Regions from separate parts of the Mus musculus genome. Here region 2 is linked to region 1. The links are chromatin contacts, called in public Hi-C maps. All regions are on one chromosome and are shown on one strand. Each heading gives the region's core, a stretch centred on a gene start, on an enhancer-like site or on the middle of the called end of the contact. The rest is flanking DNA. Distances are from core to core; before and after follow the strand shown. Region 1 holds the start of Kitl (kit ligand). Region 2 overlaps Gm35533 (a long non-coding RNA gene).

The links. A called contact is a pair of places that touch in the nucleus more often than the background predicts.
Region 2: a Hi-C map of Sertoli cells shows a contact between it and region 1, with 3 times the contacts expected there. The contact joins the enhancer-like site here to the promoter of Kitl in region 1. A contact is called at or near these places in 7 of 484 Hi-C or Micro-C datasets (Sertoli cells, embryonic stem cells, granulocyte-monocyte progenitors and 4 more), 3 of 115 datasets of contacts at active chromatin or transcription factors (embryonic stem cells, heart atrium and neural progenitor cells) and 2 of 9 other capture datasets (adipose tissue and embryonic stem cells).

Annotation. Positions count from the first base shown.
Region 1 is chr10:100,011,803-100,018,743 of GRCm38.p6, reverse strand. Kitl (kit ligand) reads right to left here and starts at 2,923. Exons shown (of 10, transcript NM_013598.3): 1 at 2,709-2,923. The coding sequence starts at 2,723.
Region 2 is chr10:100,127,490-100,134,430 of GRCm38.p6, reverse strand. It overlaps Gm35533 (a long non-coding RNA gene), which reads left to right. Exons shown (of 4, transcript XR_380751.2): 3 at 143-307; 4 at 4,361-4,563. Among named protein-coding and RNA genes, the nearest start is that of Gm35533, 13 kb to the left of the region's middle. Within about 2 kb of position 2,905, at least 8 of the 459 cell types and tissues checked have an H3K27ac peak or open chromatin away from gene starts, as enhancers often do. A contact at or near this core is called in Sertoli cells, where this site is marked.

The DNA of each region.
Region 1 (6,941 bases), core at 1,674-4,173:
TCCATCCCTGGTGCTAAAGTAAATCAAAGAGTCATCCATCAAGCCCCAAGTGGCTGCTGATGGAATTTTCACACTTACTTAGCTTGACTGAAGGCTCAAAATGTCCCGGTGTCCCCATTATTCTTTCAAAGCTATCAAATTTAAATTAAAATCCCTTAAAATATTAACATTTCATTATTTTGTATTTACTGGGTAATGAAAAGCATATTGAACGGGGGTGGGGGTTATAAGGGAAGTTGGTATTGATCCCATATTTACAGTAGACTATTTTGTAACAATAGATTCTCCTCTCAGGCAGAGATAACATCAGATTTTAAAAGCAAAGAAGTCTGGATCTTGCTTGTGTCCAGTTCCCTTACACTATTCTCTCTCTACACATTCAGAGTGGCCCAGAAATTTTCTTTGCATCTCTTGGATTAGGAGATTTGACCATAGGAAAGAGAATGTAACCCCCTCCCTCACTGCAATGGGTTATTTTATTGATTTTTTTGAGCTCTTTCCAGTGTCTTCTTTTTCAGGGACAAGAATGTGAATTTCTAGAAGTAGCCTTAAAGGAAACCTTGAAGGTCATTAGATTCCACACAATGAATGCCTCCATTCAATAAGAGCACTGCCCTCTTTTTGCCTACAAACCCTTTATCAGCAGCATGCCCCCCCCCAAAGGGCCTGCACTTTAACTTGGTCCAAACAGGTCACATTTCTAAAATACTTAACTGTCTCAAATATCTCTGGTCGGCAGCACTGAGTCACTACTGCTGCCACCTCCACAGTGTTTCGGGCTAGATCGACCTCTTTCTAGTTTTCAATGGAATTATTCCATGTAATCCTATTTACACAGCCATTTAATCAAAGCGGGAAAAGAGATTACAGGGCTCGCGCTCGTTTTGCAAAGAGGGCGCAGGGATCATCAATCCTACTGACTCTCAACTGCTCTCTGCTTTGGCGTGTTGGACATTAACCTTGTCCGTCTCCTGTTTTCTTGTTTAAATAAGAAGACTTGGTTGGACTCTCTTCCTGTACCAGAGGCTGCTGCACTCAGAGCCGCCACCATTATTCATGTGAGCGGATGCTACTTTTAAAAAAAGGAATAGGTACCCCACCCTTGTTTATTATTCCACCAAGCAGAAGGCATGTACACACCAAGCAATCACGGCGAAACTTTTCTTTGTTGCAGAAACCCTTAACATCCTCATTTCAAGAGCAGGGATTTGAGGTGTGATGCTTTGGGGTAAAACTAACCTGCACGCAGGGCCAGATACCTGCCTTCCCTTTCTCCTGAGCCTGACTCAGGGCAGCTGCTCTAAGCAGAACACCTCCAGGATGCCAGGCCATGCTCCCTCCCCCTATCTGTTTCCAAGCCAGGAAAAGGTGCTTTATTCTTGCTGTTTCCTCATGGGTCGGTATCCCAGCCTAGATAGCTATTTAAAATAAGACGTCCTATGAGTAATTTAATAAATTACCTCCAACACACTGATGCCTTCATCAATGCTGAAAATGAGCACAAAACCTCCCATCCCATCCCCTTCCATACATTTCAGAAATTTACATCACCTATAGAATGGAGGGAGCAGGGCACCTGAAAGAACAGCTTTACCCAACCTGCTGCAGACAGAACACTTCAGAAAGGAAGAACCATGAAGAGGTAGCAACCGCGAGGGTAGAGGGTAGAAAGAACTATAGAGGAGAAAGAATTACTACAGTGGCTCTTTCCACACATACACCCTCCCCCGTCAACGAAGAAAAGACATAATTGTACCCCCGGGCTATGTTTTATGCATAAAGCGCAATTTAGAGACCCTGGGCATTATCTCAATAACTATCTTTAGGAGGTGCACATTAAAAAAAAAAGGAGAAGTAGGAAGAAGAAGAGGGAGGAGGAGGAGGAGGAGGAGGAGTAGAAGAAGAAGAAGAAGAAGAAGAAGAAGAAGAAGAAGAAGAAGAAGAAGAAGAAGAAGAAGAAGAAGAAGAAGAAGAAGAAGAAGAAGAAGAAGAAGAAAAGAACTTTTGCTGTTCTGTAATGGGAGAGGTTGTCTTGTCATGCAGTGTGGAAGTACTACTACTCCATCTAGAGCTTTCTGGAGGGCCCACCCAGAGCTGTGAACCCGGCCGACACCGCAGGCTGCCAAGTTTTCCCCGCCTGCCGGGCAGGTTCTGCACCCCGCCTGGCGCTGCCGCCTAGGAGCTCTGGGTTGGCTTCGCTCCAGCGGCTGAGCCCGCGTCCGCACCGCGTCCCGCGCCCACCTGGGGACTGCACAGATAAATCTGCCTGCGAGAGCGAGCGAGGGTGGCGCGTGGGAAGCTGTTTCATAATCTCCCCGAATCCACGGGGAAAGACCTCCGGTCCAAAAAAATTAAAAAATTAAATAAGAAACCCAAGCCTTCCCGGTGATAACTCCAACACCCAGGCGGAGGAAGCGTAGCCTGCATCGGCGGTTTGCCACTGACAGCTTCAAACTTCGCAGCTGCGGCTGCAAACTTGCCACAGGCTCACTCTCAGCCCTGGCTCTCCCCAGCTCCCGGGCTCACCCCTGGGGCGGCGGCTCGGGCTCTCACACCACGCCTGTCTCTCCCACACCCTCCTGGCTCACCGGGAGGGCGCAGCCCCACATGGCCTGGTTGCCGGTCCCAGAGCGCGCCGGGCTCCCCGGGGCTCCCGGAGCGATTTTCTTGGAAAGCTTCCGAGCTCCTCCCGGGCGTGCCCTACTCACTTGTGTCTTCTTCATAAGGAAAGGCAGCGCTGCGATCCAGCCCAGGCAGCGGTGTGGCGACTCCGTTTAGCTGTTCTGGAGCTCCAGCATATTGCACCAGCAGCGGCTGCAGATAGTCCCAGCATTGGGTAGCTCGAACGCAGCGCCCCGTCCTTGGCCGTTGCTTTCCCGCGGCACTCTCGGTCCCGGTGACAGACAGCAAATGAAGCCCCGGCTGCTGCGCCGCCAGCGCTTTTTATACAGCTCCCTCCCGCCCGCCCGCCAGCTCCGGACACGCCTCCTTCCCTTCCGGAGCCTCGGGGAGGAGAGCCGCGCACCGAGTCCAGGCTGGGAGACCCGGGAGCGCGCTGAAGGGCGGGGATCTTCCCAGAGGTTGGACCGATCGAGCCTGGTGCGTCCCCTGTCTGGGTACTGGCCAGAGTCCCTGAGGCACCGGGAGTCTCGGATGCCGCTGAGCAACCTGCAGTAGCTGCCCTGTGCCCGGCTCCCCAGTCCGCAGCAAGCTCACCAGCACTGTCCGGGTACCCTCGTTGCACCGCGCACAGTGGAGAGGGTCCTGGCTCAGGAGCCGCGTGGTCGGATAGACTTCACTTGGTTCTTTTCCCCTACCTCGCCTCAGGGAAATAGAACCAACAACCAAAAAAGTTTAATTACAATCCCATTGTCTTAGCTAGTTTTTCTCTTCTCTTCTTTTCTCTTTTCTTTTCTTTTCCTTTCTGTTCCGTTCCTTTCTCTTCTTTCTTTCCTTCCTTCTTCCTTCCTCCCTTTCCTTTTTCCTTTTGTTTCTCCTCAGTTACTTTAGTGAGAAAACAAGTGACTCAGGATTAAATGGTACTAAAGGAGATGCTGTTTTCAACAGTTTACTACAGAGCCTTTGGAAAACAAAATTGAAAGAAAAAGATAGCTTACTAACTGCGGGTTGTTCTCACAGAAAGGGTTTTGAAAGGTCCACTTTCAGATTAGGAAAGTTTGTAAAAATCAGAAAGCGAACAATGGCCATAGTAACACATCTCATAACATTATGTGATGGATCTTTTATTACGTAGTAGGTGTTGTGCAAGAACTATTCATAAATTATCTCTTTTGCCCATAGGCCTAGTGTGTGCCTGGTGAGTGAGTGAGTATGTGTGTGTGTGTGCGCGCGCGTGCATGTGTGTGTGTGTGTGTGTGTGTGTGTGTGTGTGTTTTCCATGTTATAGATTAAGAAATAGCCTCAAGAGGTTAATTCCCCCCCCCAAAAAAACCCCGAGAGTTGTGATTCAAATCCAGAACCTTGGACATACTGCCCTAAAAAAAAAATAATATGCCAAATAAGAATGTTCTTTTTCTCGAAGCCCTTCAATATTTTTAAAGGTAATTGAGGAAAACGAAAAGGCATTTTGTTATTTTTATAAGGAAAATATTAGCCTCAAATCCCCATCAGTAATTTTTTGGAACAAGTATGCTGTCCAGTCATTCTTATAAGAGAGGAGTATTCCAAATTTGGTTTGAGAAGCTCACTTGCCATTGTTAAAAAACAAACAAAACAAAAAGTTAATATGCCAAACTCCCTTTGCTAGTTGCCTACTTGTGCTGCGAGAATTTAACTCAGAATAAATGTTGTAAATGGTCACATGTTCATCTTACTGTTGAGGGTCAAAAGTCCAAAATGGCTATTGTTGAGGGAAAACCAGCTGTTGCCAAGACTGCATTCCTCTCCGCAGGCTGAGTGAGAGAATTCATTTCCTTGCCTTTCCCAGCTTTGAAGGCTGCCCAGGTTCCTACACTCACAGCCACCTTTATCTTCAAAGCCAGCAATGTTGAACTAAGTCTCCTATCAGACCAATCTTACCTACTGGTCTGCCTCCCTGTGCCACTTCTAAGGGATTGGGAAATTGCATTGGTTTACCTGATGATTGGTGATCCAGAAAAAAATATGTCCCACTTTAAAGGCAATTGTTTATCAATCTGAATCCTGGATTCTTGACGGAAGTGCTAGGGAGCATATATAACAGATGCCAAGCACGAGGAAGGACATGGCTACTTTGGAGCTGATATCCTGTCTGCTGCACTCATCTGCAACTTTGTGGAGGGAAGTCTGTGCTGCGAGCTCCCAACTAGAACAGTAATTCCTTCAGTTACAAGATTATTACATTTTGGTGTGGGAGACCAGAAGAAAAGCTAAAAATATCATACCACTGATTTTTCCCCTCAACAAAAAAAACGGTGCAGCATACCATTTTGACCAGAAAAAGCAAGAAGGCTAAAATGGTACCAATTATAATCACATTGGAAACTCTTAAAGTAAGGGCTCCTGTCTGATACTGTTGCCCCTTCAGTGTACAACCCCTTCAGTGTGCCTTTGGTTTGTCAGACAGAATCAAATACCCATTGTATGTACAGAGGATTTTTATCCTACAGTTTGCCTTGAGATCTAATGAATTTTTAGGGAATTTGATTTTCCGTATGATTCACCTGTAGGCTGTAAGAACTTGTTTCTAAGATTCAAAGCCAGGCATTTATAACCACAAAAGCCCTGAGATGACATTATTAGGTTCATGGTTTACAGAATGCTGAGTTTGTTTATAATGTGAATATATGCTAAAAAGTATATTCAATAATAGAATAGATCAGCAGAATATAAGTGATTTCAAATAGACATTTAAATGTTTTCTGTATAAATCTCCTTATCAAAATTAATATAAAAAATAACTGGGCTATATAAAGAAAGGTAGGCTGTGCACATGTTTAACTTAAGAGATAGAGGCCGATGGATCTCTCTGAGTTCCAAACCAGCCAGAGCTAAATAGTAAGGTTGTGCTGAAGAAGGAAGAAGAAGAGGTGGAGGAGGAGGAAGAGAAAGAGAAAAAAGGAAAGAACAAGAAAAAGAAGAAGCAGGAAAGAATGGAGCAGGGATGAACATAAATACCTAGAATATTACAAAGAAATGCTTCATCTGAATACCTGGAACATAGCGAGTGTTTTCCTCTATTAACGTTACATTGTGAGGCCGGAGAGTTAGCTCAGTTACTGAAAGCATTTACTGTCTTACCAGAGGACCCAAGCTGCATTGTCAGAACTATTAGGTGGATGGACGTCACTCAGGACACTCAACATCCTCTTCTGAATCCTATGGCCACTGGCACACATGTACCAGACACACAGATACACACATATGCATGTGAATAAAAATAAATATTTTAGAAGGAGATCATCTTCATGTGAGCCAATGCAGTGAAAAACTGGGGACATGGATTAAATCTGCAGAACCCTTGGAAGAGTGGACAGAGCATCAACTCCACGGAGTCACCCTCTTTACTCTGTACGCAGACTTTGGCATGTGTGAAGCCCCACAGATATCATACACATACATGCATAATAGCAATAATGAAAGTCATAAAAATATTTTGAGGTCAAGTATTTACTTTTTTCAAGTGTTAATGACACATATTTAACAAATAAGAATTGCATGTGTATCATGTACATTATATATATGTATGTGTAAAATATATATAGAAATGTGTATATATGTGCATACACATACATATATATGTGTGTGTATACATATTATATATATGTATATGTATGTACATATTTATGTATGTACACATGTATATACACATATACATGTGTATATATGCATATATCTATGTACACATGTATGTATATATGTGTATATACACATATATTATATGTACATATATAGGTACTTACAAATATATGCATATATATGTATATACACATACATGTGTGTGCACACACGTATATATGTATTATATGCATGTATGTGTAAATATATATAGAAATGTGTATATATATGCATATGTGCATATGCACATATACAAATGCAAATACATATATGTACATATATGTACACATATACACATATACATAGGTAAATAAATATATGTCCATATGTGTACATACATACATGTATGTATATGTACATATATGTACATGCACACAAATACATATGTACATATGGGTGTTATGGCTGTATGTATGTCTATACACTATGTAGTACCCAAGGAGATAAGAAGAGGGTATCATATCCCAAGGAACTAGAGTTACAGAAGGTTGTGAGATGTCTTGTGGGTGCTGAGAATTGCGTCTGGTCATCTGGAAGATCAATCTGCACTCCTCGTCATTCAGCCATCTCTCCAGCCCTACAGAAAATCAAGCCACCTGGCATGGGTGCATTCTCTCGTATACTTACAGTTTGGGGACTGAGGTTATTTAAGATCTACGTTGTCT
Region 2 (6,941 bases), core at 1,656-4,155, 120 kb before region 1:
TGAAACTTTTAGCAGAGCAGCAGGGTCAGAAATCATTTTGTAATTATGTGGAAGTATTAAGTTGCATTCCTCTTTTTATCACCCCCAAATTCCTTTGCCTCCATACTGCATCTCCTCAACATTTTTTCATATTTTGTCTCAGAAGTCAGACTTTTCTGATCCAGAAAAAAAAATCTTGTACAAATATCTGAAGATACCTGATTGACATGGATCAGCAGAAGAGGGTGATCTGAGTTCCTCTGGATGTGAGTTCAAAGACAGAAATTTATCTTCTTAGCATCCTACAAGCCAGAAGGCCAAGATGAAGGTACCAATGTTTGGTTATGGGTGCCTTTTCAGTTTGTAGATGTATCTTTGTGTGGCAAGCCCTCTGTATGTCTGTATTTTTTTTTCTCTTCTCTTCAGGACAACCTATTGGATTAAGAACTACTTTAAAGTCATCATTTTGATTTATTTTCTTTAAAATCCCTTTTAAAAATATAATTGCATTACAAAGGTTTTCAGATGGGGGGTGGCAACTCATCCCATGATGCTCAGTATTAAAGATAACCGGAATACTTTATTCATCTATGGACTACAACTTCCCAGCCTCCCTTTGAGCTAGTGGTGGGCCCATGGCTGCCACTTTACTCTTAAATGTTTATAGATGTGATATCACTTTCATTCATCTAGTCCATCTCATATAAGAGTGGGAACATTCTTCGGCTTGATATGTGTCTGTCCTAGAGCAATGAACCTACACTGGCATCAATTTCTGCTCAGTAGAAGGAGAACCAGGACACATATCCTGTATTGTTATATTAAAGGAAGGAGAAGCCCTTGTCTTCACTGAAACTTTAAATAACGGTTGAATTTCTCGTCCTCCCTGTACCATCATACACACATACACACACCACACACACCACACACACCACACCACACACACACACACACACACACACACACACACACACACACACACACACATATCCTTACATATATAACTTGCCTATCTAGTGTTAACTAATGACAAGGTTGGATATTAACCTTTAGTTTGAAGATAGTTTTCAAACTTAAGGCCAAAATAAGTTAAAAGATCCATAATCTATATTGTAAACATCAACTGATTTTTTTTCATTGTTGTTTTTGTTTTTGAAGACATGGTGTCTTTTGTTTTTCAAGACAGGTTTCTTTGTGTAGCCCTGGCTGTCCTAGAACCAGCTCTGTAGACCAGGCTAGCCTTGAACTCACAGAGATCCACCTGCTCCCTAGTGCACTTGAGGCATCAGAGGGTCCTCCGCTCTGCCTGGCCTTAAACTTATTTTTTTTCTTATCAATAAGATAACTATTTATTAAGTTGATAAGGTTGAATTACTGAGCCCTTACTCTCTATCCATAAAAAATCAGAAAAAAAGGCAAGTATTATGAACGCATACTGTCCTGAACAAGTTGCTCAACATTTTATGACAGAAAATGCAGCCAAAATCTCCCATGTCCACTCTGCTCAAAGAGAAGCATATGGGGTCTGCCTGGGGAGACCATAAATCAAACAAACAAACAAAAAAACCAGTAAATTAAAGAAGGATGGCGCTTGAGTATGCCTAGATGAAACAACAAAGGATATTAAATATGGATTTAAAGGAAATGGATACAATTTTTAGATAATGTGGACACAGAAAGAAAGTTAGTTGTACTAGGAGGTGAATGAAATAACTGAATGAGTTTGCAGTTGCCTGAGCCGATGTTCTCTGGACTTGACAGGGAGTGACTACTGGGCTACCTGTGTAGGCAGTCCCATCCACTGTGAACTCTGTGAACATGGAAGCATGTTTAAATCCTCCCTCCCCTCCCTTTTCCTTCTCCCCTTCCCCACTCTCTCCTCCTGGGCTTCTCTGTACAATGGAATTGCAATATGTACTTGCTGCAGAGAGCGATTCACAGAGCAATGATGACACAGAGCACCCCTGCAGTATTTACCTACTCTTGGCTGGGACCCAGAATAGATTTTTTTTTTCTTTCATCAGCTTAGGTCTTTAAAGATCAGCACTTAATCTTTCAATTTCTTTCTCTGTGTGCAATATAAAAAGCAGAAGCTGGAATCTATTATATAGAAAACTAAATGTTTTTAAAAATGATTTTAGGGTTCATTGGTCCTAAGTGAAACAGTATGTCACTATATCCCACTGATGTGGTGGCTATGTAAGGTTAAGAAACTGTATGCTCGTGCTTCTCTTGTTAAAATATTTGAATCTCACAAACTCTCTTTTTTTTATTATTTTCAAGATTCTACTGTTTAAGTCCAGGATTTAACTCTTGATAAGGAAAACAGCTCAAAATTAATTTCTTCTTGCTTATTATCCCACAGAATCTAATCCTGAATTGATGATAAAATTGATTCTATTTTTTTTTCACATTGTTAGCTTCTTGTGTCCTCTGCTTTCTGTGTCCCTGTGAGTAATTTTTTCCACTGCTCATTAATAGTTTTAGGCTTGGAATCTATCCCAATCTCCAAACTACTCACATCCATGGCTGTTCACACTGTGTCCATGCTGGACGGTGTTTCATTGATCCATTCTTGTTTGTATATGTAACTCTGAGCATAGAATGCATGCGATTGCCCAGACTCAGTACATTGCACAAGCCACACAGCAGTGAGCAGCCATTCGTTAGACTTCAACGCCCAAAGTCCAAAGGGATTTCTGCTCATGCTCTTAACTAAAGACTGTTTTCTCTTTGGCATTTTAGTTATAATATGAGATGTTCAAGTGTCTCTAATTATCCTAGGTGGCCTAACAGGAAAACAGAATGCTAAAAACTAAGCAAAGACCACAGATTCGACAGAGTTTGGGCTCTCTCTACTCAGCCCCAACCTTCCCTAAGCATCTTCAGAAAAGGAGTGAGCATTCCAGAGTAGGATTTATGTGCTGTGTCTGCCGCTTCTATTCCTCTCCGTTGTTTGTGTCCTTGAGCCTTAAAATGTATCATCTTACAGCTACAATGGAATGAGATTTAAACTTAATAGTACTGTTATAATATTCAACAGCTTTAGCACTTGCAGATTGAGATTTAAAGTTACAACAACCAAAGTAATAAAATGGCAAAGAATTTTGGTTTTAACAATATCTATAAGCTAATGGTTTAGTGCTATGTGTATAACCAGTTAAAATGCACACATGGGTTGACACTGGTGTGCAAAAGCATTCATAACAGCGTTGGGTTACAAACATCTCATAAATAAATGTCATACATTGCACTCTGCAAAGCTACACAGCAAGAGGTTAAACAAGGACATACAAAATCTCACTAGCAGGCTGGAAAGATGGCTCAGTGGTTAAGAGCACTGACTGCTCTTCCAGAGGACCTGAGTTCAATTCCCAGCAACCACATGGTGGTTCACAACCATCTAATGGGGTCTGATGCCCTTTTCTGCTGTGTATGAAGACAGTGACAGTGTACTCACATATATAAAATAAATCTTTTAAAAAAATCTCACAAGAATATTGTTGCATGTGTAGAAACTGGACTCAAATCAGTACATACTGAACAATTTCTTCTGCATGCTTTCAGAGAGAGATTAAATTAACCTTTGACATTATAGTTAGTCATGACAGTGACTATCCTTTGGTGGAGTATAGAACATGTCACAAGCCATGCTGAGAATATGAGACTCTAAAAATATTTTGAAGGATCCTGAGTAATTGGTACATTCAATTGGTGAAAATTCAACAAAACAAACCCTTAGACTTGTTCTCTATTTAGTATATGCATTACATTTTGAGGCCATTTTAAACTTTATATATGTGATCATTTTATATATACAAACAGTTTTCTTCCAAAAGCTAGCAACACTGGTTTTATGAAGGAAACCCCACTCTTAGCAAACCAAAGGAGTGAAATTTTAATAAATTCATTAAATTCAACAAACTTTCGCTGGAAACTCAGTGAAAATATTGAAAAATACCAACTGTAGCAGTCAGCTGTTGAATAAAAGAGTGTGGGGCTGGGGGTGTAGCTCAGTTGGTTAAGTACTTTACAGGTATGCAGAACACTAGACTCAAGTTTTAGCACCCTGTATCCCCAGCACTTTTGAGAGAGAGAGAGAGAGAGAGAGAGAGAGAGAGAGAGAGAGAGAGAAGGAACAGAAGGTCAAGGACATAGTTGGCTTCATACTAAGTTTTAGGCTTGCTCAGACACTCAGTCTAAATAAACAAGTGTACACAGTGAATATTTAAAAGGGGATAATTGAAAAATATGACAATTCCATTACCTAGGTATAATATAACTATAAAATGTGCTTTCCACATGTTACAAATGTAAACTTGTTGTCTCTTCATATAGAATGCTTAACATTTAATATAAAGACTTTCTCTATTTCTTTCAGATGTTTGATGGAATGTGCATTTTTACAACAGGAGACACTGGGAGCAGGAGGTGGCTCAGCAGTTAAGTGTGTATTGCTTTGGCAGAACCTAGCTTGGTCCTATCTAAAGCCTGTAACCGAGCTTCACTGGATCTGATACCTCTGGTCTCCTCTGGCTCCTGTACATATCCAAAATTAAAAACAATAAAAATCAATCTTAGAAATTTTAAGATTTCATAAATGTATCAAAAGATGGCCTAGTTGGCCATCACTGCAAAGAGAGGCTCATTGGACTTGCAAACTTTATATGCCCCAGTACAGGGGAATGCCAGGGCCAAAAAGGGGGAGTGGGTGGGTAGGGGATGGGGGGGTGGGTATGGGGGACCTTTGGGATAGCATTGAAATTGTAAACGAGGAAAATACTTAATAAAAAAAAAGATTTCATAAATAGACATAGGTACTGTTTGCAGTATTACAAACAGCAAGGAATTGAGAGCAACCTCAGTAAGGCCGATAAATTCTATTTCCTTCAGTTTCCTTAACATGTATGGTACTGTTTTTCATTTGTCAACATGTTCTTTTACAACATATATTCATTGCCTCAACAGCCAAGAATTTCCATTTTCTTAAGGAATTTTAATATTCTTTTTAAAAAACATTTTGTTGTAATTTATTAGTTTGGGTGTTTGGCCATCATGCCTGTGCAGCATGCAGGTGCCCCGTGCTTGAAAGAGACAAAAAAGAGGACATGAGATACCCTGTAGCAGAGGTCACAGTCAGTTGTGAAGCACTAGGTGGGAACTAGAAGTTGAAGCCAGGTCTTCCGAAGAAAATACAAAGTTAACTTTGGAGCCTGCTCTCTAGCCCTTGACTAGGACGTTTTAGGTATTGAATCCTGTTTGAAATGTTACCTATCTTAGCTGAAGACGATGCCTGGTGAGCCAAGAGGGCAGCTTAGGAGTCTGGAGCCTTCATGAGCTAAAAAGGAGGTAAGAAATGAGAGATGGGTAGGGTGGGAGGAAAGACGAAAAGAAATTTCCCAAACATAACAATTTGATTTTCCCGTGTCTTCATCCTGAGTAGAGGAACCGAATTCTTTCAAACTCTGCACAAAGGTTATGGTTATAATAGAACACCTTTAGGGAAAGGCTGGAGTTGAATCTACAGACCGGCAACAAGAGAACGCGCCGGCATTTCCTCTACCTGGACAAGTAGAAGAACTTACATATGGACAGAAATGCTAAAAATAAATACATAAATACCTTACTAGACCATATAAATCAATAAACACAGCTGCAACTCAGCTTCCCAAGCAGGATCTTAAAATTACCCACGACAGCCCTAACATGCTCTACACAAGGAGCCACGGGATGCTGAGACAAAGGAGTCTGCTCTCAACCAACCGCTATTAAGCTATCCTCCGTTTGAATGGCTGAATGAACGGTAGAAAAACACTAGTCCAAGTGAACTCAAATGCTGGCCCCTTGCTGAGGCCCTGGGGGACCCTTGATCACACGCTCCATTGGCTGCTCTCTAAACCCACTGAGCTTCCTCCACTGCCTCGCTGGTTACTCACTGCTTCTCCTGGAAGTGAGCTCTTCAGCTCCAATTAACTGTCAAAACACTGCGCGCACGCACACACCTACTCCGGCTCCTTTGTTGTGGTCCTCCCCACAGACCACACGGTTCAAGCTTTCCCCTCAGCGACTTTTCATCATTTCATGAGCTTGCCTCGTGGACGGACACTCTTGTTTTAGCCCTGCGCACAGCAGCTGGTGTAGTATCTGGCTTTTGTTATCGACCATTGTTAGGGGATGACCAGCTGAGCACAGTTGGGCTGCCATTAGGCTTTGATGCTGCACCAGGACTGGCGGTGTTTCAAGGCCTTAATGGTTTTTCTCTTGCCACTTGCTGTCGGTTTGTTACCAGCCAACAGGGCAGGGCTTTTACGGAAACACGCAACAGCTGTATTTTCAGTCTTCACACTGATTACATCGTTCTTGACTCACTTCATCACTTTGGGCAGACAGAGGCCACTCTTTTTATTTATTTGTGCTGACTCTTGGCTCTGTTTTACACCCTGAAAGGATGGGCAGGACCCTTTATCCTCCTTCATGCGTTATGCACATCTGCTTAACGATAGGATAAACATGTGGTCTTGTAAACACTTAGATCAGGAGAATAAGGGAACAAGAGCAATGGTTACCCAACCAATGAATTGTAGCAGCCTAATGATAGTCTATGCTGAGTCTCATTCTTTTCACCCGAAAGAAGTACTTCATTTTTCTCAGCTTATATAAAGGTTTTAGGTGCAGCACAGTGGTTCAGTTAAGGTCTCAAACAGAATTAAATAACTTGAATTAACGCTATCGCTCAGATGAGAACCACTGAAAGGGGTATTTTGTTCTTTTTGTTTTGTTGCTTATTTGTTTTTTAGTTTTACTAATATTATTGTCCAATTATTATTCCATTTAATTCTCATATTCAAGCTATATGAACGGCAATACTATCCCTGTTTGGAGAGGGAAAACTAGGTTAGTTTGCAACATCACTTGGTACTTCCAACAGCTATGAGAAGGTCAGCTTCTAGTTAGGCACATTG